Linked DNA regions of Zea mays: region 1 is linked to region 2. The links are chromatin contacts, called in public Hi-C maps. All regions are on one chromosome and are shown on one strand. The core of a region is the stretch at or near the end of the contact, and the rest is flanking DNA. Distances in the headings are between cores, read along the strand shown. Region 1 holds the start of LOC100281556 (lectin-like receptor kinase 7). Region 2 holds the start of LOC103640076.

What was found. A called contact is a pair of places that touch in the nucleus more often than the background predicts.
Region 1: a contact with region 2 is called in a Hi-C map of ear, with 3 times the contacts expected there. The contact joins the promoter of LOC100281556 here to the promoter of LOC103640076 in region 2. A contact is called at or near these places in 3 of 25 Hi-C or Micro-C datasets (ear, endosperm and leaf).

The regions. Positions count from the first base shown.
Region 1 is chr1:160,141,924-160,146,194 of Zm-B73-REFERENCE-NAM-5.0, reverse strand. LOC100281556 (lectin-like receptor kinase 7) reads left to right here and starts at 2,235. Exons shown (of 1, transcript NM_001154475.2): 1 at 2,235-4,271. The coding sequence starts at 2,378.
Region 2 is chr1:159,869,410-159,873,945 of Zm-B73-REFERENCE-NAM-5.0, reverse strand. LOC103640076 reads left to right here and starts at 1,333. Exons shown (of 12, transcript XM_008662727.3): 1 at 1,333-1,546; 2 at 1,676-1,934; 3 at 2,025-2,404; 4 at 2,490-2,704; 5 at 2,791-2,814; 6 at 2,904-3,084; 7 at 3,255-3,474; 8 at 3,561-3,696; 9 at 3,812-3,974; 10 at 4,082-4,125; 11 at 4,232-4,294; 12 at 4,388-4,536. The coding sequence starts at 1,381. The coding sequence ends at 4,480.

The sequences.
Region 1 (4,271 bases), core at 986-3,485, 270 kb before region 2:
GCGCGACAGCTGCGGTTCCCAAGGAGCGCGCGCGGTGGCGGCCTCGGGAGGCTTGAGCGGCGGTGGCGGTGGCCAGAGGCGTGCTTGGGCAGTGACACCCCCCAATGTGCACGTGACGGCGAGGCCCTCCTACCTCCAGCTATTAATTCTTCAAGCTCCGACGAGTCGAACGCCACTGTGAAAACGTGGATCATCTGCCGATGAACTCCTCTGATATGGTAGCTTTGGCGCATCCTCCTCCGACGACCTCATCTGATCCATGTTTATGCATTCCGTGATATTTTTATGTCGATCACTGCAATTTTTATGCATTCCATTTGAGAATTTTATGATGATGAATATGTCGTCTCTCACGTGGCTTTGGTATTTCTATAGGAATGACATTTGCGCTACATCTGCCATTATTTTATGCGCAAGCTTGCTGATTTTATGATCATAAATACAACACATCTGAGTTATCAACATCTCTGACTTTGTCTCGGTTTTTACGGTCAAAACAATGTTATTTACGCTAAAAGTTGTAGGATTTTACGCAAATCTTAGGGTGCGCCACAAACATCACGTATGCATATTTTCCGCGTGCACAATGAAAAAGAAACCCCTTAATTTATGGTATATGTAACTGCCATAAAAAATCAAATCTCATAATCAACTCCTCTAATCAAATCACATAATCAACTCCTGAAATCAAATCTCTTCATTTATGGTGGATGAATGGACGTGGTGGATGTTGGTTGGGATTGAATCAACATTACGCTCTATCTAACACTATTTTATGCTTAAACTTTAGGAGTTTTACTATCATAAATACAACGTATCAAAGTTGTCAACGTCTCTCACGTTGGTTCAGTATTCACGATCAAAACCGATGAGTTTTACGCTAAAAACTGAAGCATTTTACGCTCAAACTGGTGTGCGTCCACCAGTGTACCACATGCATATTTTTTGTGAGCATAGTGAAAAAAGAAGTCACATGGTTTATGGTGTATGTGACTACCATAAAAATCAAATTCCCGATCGACTCAACTAATTAAATCCCCTAATCAACTCACCCAATCAAATCCCTTGATTTATGGTGGTCGCATGGATGCGAGAGTTGTTGTTGGGAGTGAGTCAACATATACGCTATATCTGACACTATTTACACTCTAGCGTGAGAATTTTTACGCTTAAATCTGGGTTGCACCCACACAGTGTCCCACATGCACAACAATTTTCGGATCTGCCATAATTTTGGACCTACCATAATTTTCGGATTTGAAACAACACCTACCATAAAAATCGAAAATCGCATGTATATCTGGTGGGTGTTGACTGTACCTTACATAAAAATAGGACCCTGCATGCGAGGTGACGGAAACATGATTTTATGCTTTGTCGGATACTATTTTATGCTCAAACGTGATGATTTTTACACTAGAAAACAAGGTATCACGCATAAAACTGTTATAAAAACAGATCCCTAAAATAGCGCACCCACATGATCTGGACGTGGGATGTGGGGTAGTGGGGCCATACGGGGCGTGGGTCGTGGAGGAGGGAGCCGACCAGACCATATATATAAACATGGGGTGGTGGGGCCATACGGGCGTGGGTCGTAGGGAGGGCACCGACCAGGGCTTGCTATTTAAACATGATGGTCATGGGTCCGTTAGGCTCGTCGGGCCACAGGCCGACCCGACACTAGAAACAACCTAACACATTGTGCATGTGTCTTATCCGTGGCCCACGGGCCAGCACGACATGACCTGTAGATTGAACTAGGTCGGGCTACGCCTGTTCCAATTCGTGTCGGGCCTCGGCAGGCTTAGCTCGGGCCTGACTAGGCGACCTATTTTGGACATATCTCCGGGCCACCTAGTCTATAGCCTGTGGTTTAATCCATATGTTTCTATTTATATTTGTTGTTTTTAGATTGAAATGTATCGAAAGAATAATAAATTTATAAGCTAGCTCGGGGACGTGATTAGATTCTAGATCCATCCTTTCTTACATACATATTTTAAATAAAAAATATGGCGCCTCTGCCTCGTCGCCCTCCAAGCATTTCAACATACGAGGCAAAAACTCTGCTGGTTTAGGGTGAAAAGCAATATTTCAGGTAATTGAAAATGAGCAAAACCAAAAGTGAGGTAGTAGTACAAGCTTAGCTATTAATAATAACCTCGTGTTACTATCTGTCCAGTGCCATTAATAATAACTTTATGTTGTTGGTGAGCCGCAGTGAGGCAATCAAAGCCACTTCCAGTCTCAGAGTCAGACCCACCACTCCTCTCCCTTTCTTCCTCTACCTACAAAGCCACCAGTCCACCTCCTCCTACTCCATTCATGGTTCATCTCCATCCCCATTAATTCCTCCCCTCACTCCATCACTCCCATGTCAAGCTCCAGGAAACCCAAGACTCCCATCCTCCTCTTCTTCCTCTTCCTTCTCGCCAGCCTCGCCTTCTCCCAAGAGTTCACCTACAAGGGCTTCAGCGCCAGTGGCCGCGGCGGGAGCCCGAACCTGAACCTGAACGGCACGTCGGCAACCGAGATCTTGCCCAGCGGCATCCTCCGCCTCACCAACGAGACGTCCCGGCTCTTCGGACACGCCTTCTACCCGACCCCGCTGCGCTTCCTGGACCAGAAGAACGGCACCGCCGTGTCCTTCTCCACGCAGTTCGCCTTTACCGTGGTGCCCGAGTTCCCGACGCTCGGCGGCCACGGCTTCGCGTTCGTCGTCGCGCCCGACCCGCGCATGTCCGGTGCGCTGCCCAGCCAGTACCTGGGCCTACTCAGCGCCGCCGACGTCGGCAACGCCACCAACCACCTCTTCGCCATCGAGTTCGACACCGTGCAGGACTTCGAGTTCGACGACGTCAACGGCAACCACGTCGGCGTCGACCTCAACAGCCTCATCTCCAACGCGTCCGCCAAGGCCGACCCTTTGAACCTCAAGTCCGGGGACACCACCGCCTGGGTCGACTACGACGGCGCCGCCAGGTTGCTTAACGTCTCCATCGCCAACGGCACGTTGGGGAAGCCCACCACGCCGCTCATCTCCTTCCGCGTCGACCTCTCTGGGATCTTCCGCGAGCAGATGTACGTCGGCTTCTCGGCGTCCACGGGAGTCCTCGCGAGCTCGCACTACCTCAGGGGTTGGAGCTTTCGCCTCGGCGCCGGCGCCGCGCCGGCGCTGGATCTCTCGTCCCTGCCGTCGCTGCCCCAGCTCAAGAGCTCCAAGAACCGGACCTCGCTCATCCTCGCCGTCGCGTTCTCGGCGTTCGTGGCGCTCGTCGTGCTCGCCGGCGCCGGCGCGTACGGTGCGTACCGGTACAAGAACCGCGACATCATCGAGCCGTGGGAGCTGGACTACGGCCCGCATCGGTTCAAGTACGCCGAACTCCGCCGCGCGACGCGCGGGTTCCGCGAGCGCGAGGTGCTCGGATCCGGCGGTTTCGGCAAGGTGTACCGCGGCGTGCTCCGGAAATCCGGCGAGACCGTGGCCGTGAAGCGCGTGAACCACGAGTCCCGGCAGGGCCTCCGCGAGTTCGTGGCGGAGATCGCGTCTATCGGCCGGCTCCGCCACCGCAACCTGGTCCAGCTCCAGGGCTGGTGCCGCCGCCGCGGCGACCTTCTCCTCGTCTACGACTACATGCCCAACGGCAGCCTGGACCGCCACCTCTTCGGCGACCACCTCAAAGCGTCGCGCCTGACCTGGCCGGTCCGCTACCGCATCCTCCGCGACGTCGCGTCGGCGCTGCTGTACCTGCACGAGGGATGGGAGAGCGTCGTCCTCCACCGCGACGTCAAGGCCAGCAACGTGCTCCTCGACGCCGACATGTCGGCGCGGCTCGGCGACTTCGGTCTCGCCAAGCTCCACGAGCGCGGGACCAACCCGAGCACGACGCGCGTGGTGGGCACCCTGGGGTACCTGGCTCCCGAGCTGACGCGGACGGGGAAGGCCACGACGGCTGCCGACGTGTTCGCGTTCGGTGCCCTGGTGCTGGAGGTGGTGGCCGGGCGGCATCCCATAGAGCCCCGCGCGCCGCCCGAGGAGCTGGTGCTGGCCGAGTGGGCGTGGGAGCGGTACGCGGCGGGGGAGGTGGAGAAGGTGGTGGACGCCCGGCTCGCCGGCGCGTACGACTTCGCGGAGGCCGCCGCGGCCGTGAAGGTGGGGCTGTGGTGCTCGCACCCGGCGCCGGCGACGCGGCCCACCATGCGGGAGGTGGCGAGGTACCTTGACGGCGGGGATGCCAGCGAGGTGCCGGAGCCTCCTCCCCCGCCTC
Region 2 (4,536 bases), core at 84-2,583:
TGTATGTATTGAAGAATTATGAAACTTTGTAGTTGACAATGTTTTGATTTGAAATCATCTTGTCATACAAACCTATATTTAAATTTTGATTTTTTTTCAAACTACCTCGGATGGAAAAACCACCAAAATAAAATTTGTTGGTCTTGAAATGTAATGAAACTTTGTAACTGGCGATTTTTTGATTTGAAATCATCTCATCATAGAAAAATTCGTGTGAAGTGTTCAAATTTGAAATTCAAATTTTGTAAACAGCTTCTGATGTAGAAAATATCAAAATAGAAGTTGTGTATCTTGAAAAGTTATGCAACTCTATAGTTGACAACATTTTCAATTGAATTCATTTAGTGCCTCAAATAATCAAATTACTCTCGATTTGTTATAATATATGAGGAATGAAAACGTAATATAAGCACAATTGATGTAGTAGTGTAGTGGTAGAGGAAGTTATGCGCACGTGTGAGGTTGTGAGTTCGAATCTCACATTCACAAAATACGTAAATTTGAAATGAAAACGTAATATAAGCACAATTGATGATGTAATAGCGTAGTGGTAGAGCAGGTTATGCGCACACGTGAGGTTGTGAGTTCGAAGTTCGAATCTCATATTCACAAAACACGTAAATTTGATTAAAAATGGTGAAAATGATAGGACCGATGTGTAGAGCAATGGCGGTGGTTGGGGGGGAAGCTGTCTCCCTAATTTTGAAAAATGTTTTGCTGTTTTTTTGGGTTTTTTGTGATTCTTAATTTACCGAGTGTTTTTTGACACTCGCCCGAAAAAAGTACTCGAAAAAAAAATCATTTACCGATAAAATATTTGCCGAGTGTGGCTTTGCCGAGTGTATAATGGTCTTTGCCGAGTGTCTGAGACACTCGACAAAAAAGGCGAGTTCGGTAGTGAATATTTGATGTATGTGTTTTATATATGTGTCTAGATTTATCATCATATATTTAAATATATATAAAAAACAAGGCTAAAACTAATAGTACCGTGGGACGGAGGGAGTACTAGGTTTGTCTTCTAAAATCACTTATAAATTATTTAATTTAAAACATTTAAACTATATATATATATATTTGTATTAAAAAATACTTATAAAATCTCATACATTTGAAAGTGTATTTAGAAAATTGCGTTAAAGTGAATGCGGCACATATTTGTGATTGGAGGGAATATTCGGTCGCGTAAATTTAAACTCGAAACAAGCTGTCACGTACGTACTGTTTTCCAGCTCAACATACCAACCTGACGCGACGTCATGCACAGCTTCCGATATCACAACACACGGACACGGGGGGAAGGGCATGGGCCAACGGCCCACCATTCAGTGGCAATAACAAAAAGGCCCAGCGTCAGCCGTCTCGTACGTCACCCGGTTCATGGTTGCGAGAGAGGCGGCGCGGCCACGAGTCCGGGACCGGCTCCTCAGAAACCGGCCGCCTATCTCTCCCCCTTCCCTCCGTGTTCGTCGGCCCCGGCCCCATATTTTCTCTAGCCTTGCTCGTGTGGCTGGAAGAGTGGAGATCGGGGAAGCGTTTGTGTTGGGTACGTAGTACAGATCGTGATGCTTTCTTTCCTTGAGATCGTTGCATTGCGTCAGGGATTGATGTTAATATAGATTTGGGTTTCGTTGATCCTCACCTGCATTGCCGTGTTGCATGCGCGTGCACTCAGCACTCTGGACGGCCGAGCCCGACATGGACCGCGACGAGGAGGTGGGCCACGGCGACCGCTCGCTCCTATTCATCGGCGATGAGGACGATCTCGGCGTCGACCGGGACGGCGGATCCCCGCCGACCTCCTCCGACGATGGATCATTCTCCGACCGGAGCGACGCCGAGACACGCGCCGGCCATGTCCGGCGTCGCGACGGCGGCGAGCGTGAGGACACGCCCGAGGACGGCCAGAATGGCGCGTGGCCGCAGAGTTACAGGTTCGTCAACCAGCCGCCTCGCCGTCCACATCTCTTCCACGATTCGGAGCTGACGCCGTTTCCTCGGCGGCGTTCTCGTTTCGCATGCAGGCAGTCGATCGACATGCTGAGCGCGGTGCCGTCGCCGACGATGAACTCGATCATGGCAGCGAGCCCGAGCCTGACCAGATTCGGCAGCTCCTTCCTCAAGGCCGGGAGCTCCTTCTTCCTGAGGAAAGGCGAGGGCTCGGGGCTGCCGCTCACCAGGCCGCTGCTGCCGCCCTCGCTCCCGCAGCTGTCGCAGTCGTCGTTGCACCCGCAGCCGCGGCCCGTGAAGCAGTCCACGGACAGCCTCGCCCAGGCGCCGCGGTGGCCGGCTGCGCACGAGGCGGAGCTGCCCGAGAGACCCTCCAGGCAATGCCTGAAATCCGATTATATCGAGCTTCCTCCGCCTGCTAGCAAGTGCAGCAGGAACCAATCAATCATCAATGGTGCGTGACCAGTTGGATCTTGAATTCTCAGGTGTTAGAGTAATCAGCTTATGGAATCAATCATCAATGCTGGTCGAATTTCTAGGGTTCAATGTGCTGTGCGGCGTTGGAATTCTCACCACGGCTTATGGAATCAAGGAAGGGGGATGGCTAAGCCTCCTGCTGCTCCCCTTGCTGGGTGGCAGCTCGTGCTACACGGGCTTGCTTCTCAAGAGGTGCATAGACAGTTCGCCCAACATTGAGACATACCCAGACATTGGACAAGTCGCTTTCGGAATCTTTGGTCGGATCTTTGTATCGGTGTGTATACCTTGAAAAACACAGATTTCTCTTCGAAAGTCAGCTCACCTGTTGTTTACCTCACTGATCGCATCTCTTTTTTTCAGGTTGTCCTGTACATGGAGCTTTATGTAAGTGTGCTCTCTGAACTCTAAAACTTATTGTGAATGGCCTTGGTTGTCGAACACAAGTGATTTTTATGTATATATTTTTTTTGCAGGCAAGCTGCGTGGAGTACATTACGCTGCTAGGAGACAGCTTGTCGTCAGTGTTTCCCTCAGCGCATTTAGCTTTCACTGGCATCGACCTGAACGCGCACAATCTCTTTGCAACCACAATGGCCTTGGCAATCCTCCCATCAGTCTGGCTCAGGAACCTCAGTCTCCTCTCATATCTTTCTGGTATGTAAAAAAATGTGGAATTGCTTCTTACTCCCTCTGTACTGATCATAGGAATGTAGTTAGAATTGACTCGTATCACTGATAGTTCAGTCAGTTTATGATCAACAAAAGTAATCTTTGAGCGAAAGAAGGATTGTTCCTGACTCCTGACCGTCTCTGTATGTACTCAGCTGGAGGCGTGATCGCGACGATCACGGTCATCGTCTGCCTATGCTGGGTTGGCATCGGAGAAGGAATTGGGTTTCGCTTTTCCGGTGCTGTAGTGAACGTGACCCACCTTCCAGTGGCACTCGGCCTGTATGGGTACTGCTACTCAGGACACTCGGTGTTCCCAAACATCTACTCGTCCATGAAGGAGCGCTCGCAGTTTCCATTCGTGCTCATGTTCTGGTAAGCGGTGCTCTTAACTTTGTTGCTTCTTGTTAACATGGGCCGCCTTCTTGTTAACACAAAATGCCATCCTGCACCGTTTTCAGCTTCACGGTGGTAACGCTTGTGTACGCCGGAGTTGCGGTCTCAGGGTTCCTGATGTTCGGCGAGTCCACTATGTCACAGTTCACCCTAAACTTGCCACAGCAGTACATCCCATCCAAGATTGCCATTTGGATGACGGTGCGAGGGAAAACCACACTTTACCATTCTGCCATCGCGTTCAGAATGAAGACGACGAGATGCTAATTTCATTGCTTTTGTTTTTTTTTTGTTGCATTTTTCTTTCTGGTTCCAGGTTGTGAATCCTTACACAAAGTATGCACTGACGATGACGCCGGTCGCCTTGTCGATAGAGGAAGCCCTACCAAAGAAGATGCAGAGTTACCTGGTCGGAATGCTCGTTAGGACATGCCTCGTCCTCTCAACCGTTGCGGTGGCTCTGCTTTTCCCTTACTTTGGTGAGTAGTAGTAGTCTTTCTCGGTTTAACTGAATGATCCTCCCCTCCATTTTTAAATTTTAAGATGTTTTTTTTTGACTTTTTCCTACCCTCCTCTGGTTTCTCAGCCCTGGTGATGGCACTGCTTGGATCCGTGTTCACAATGCTCGTGGTAGGTTCTGGAGAACATTTCACCTACACTTCTGCGGTGGATTTCTCTACTTTGGCCATTTGAAAGAAGTTGATAAAAAAAATGTGCTTGATGATGATTTATACAGGCCTTGATACTCCCATGCGCATGCTACCTCTCCATCAAGAAGGGCGCAGTGCCCTTGTGGGAGGTAACCACCAACTAGAAACGCGCGGACCAACAAATACAGGATTGGAACCTGAAACTGCTCAACACTGAGTATCTATGGTCATTTTCTTTGCAGATCATCCTGTGCATAATCATCATAGCGATTGGCGTTGTGTGCGCGTGCATCGGCTCATTTACCTCGATCAACCAGATGATTAGCAGCAGATAGTGTCTGCGTAGCTGTTGCAGATTCTTTCTTTCCAATGTTGACAGAGCTGAAACTAG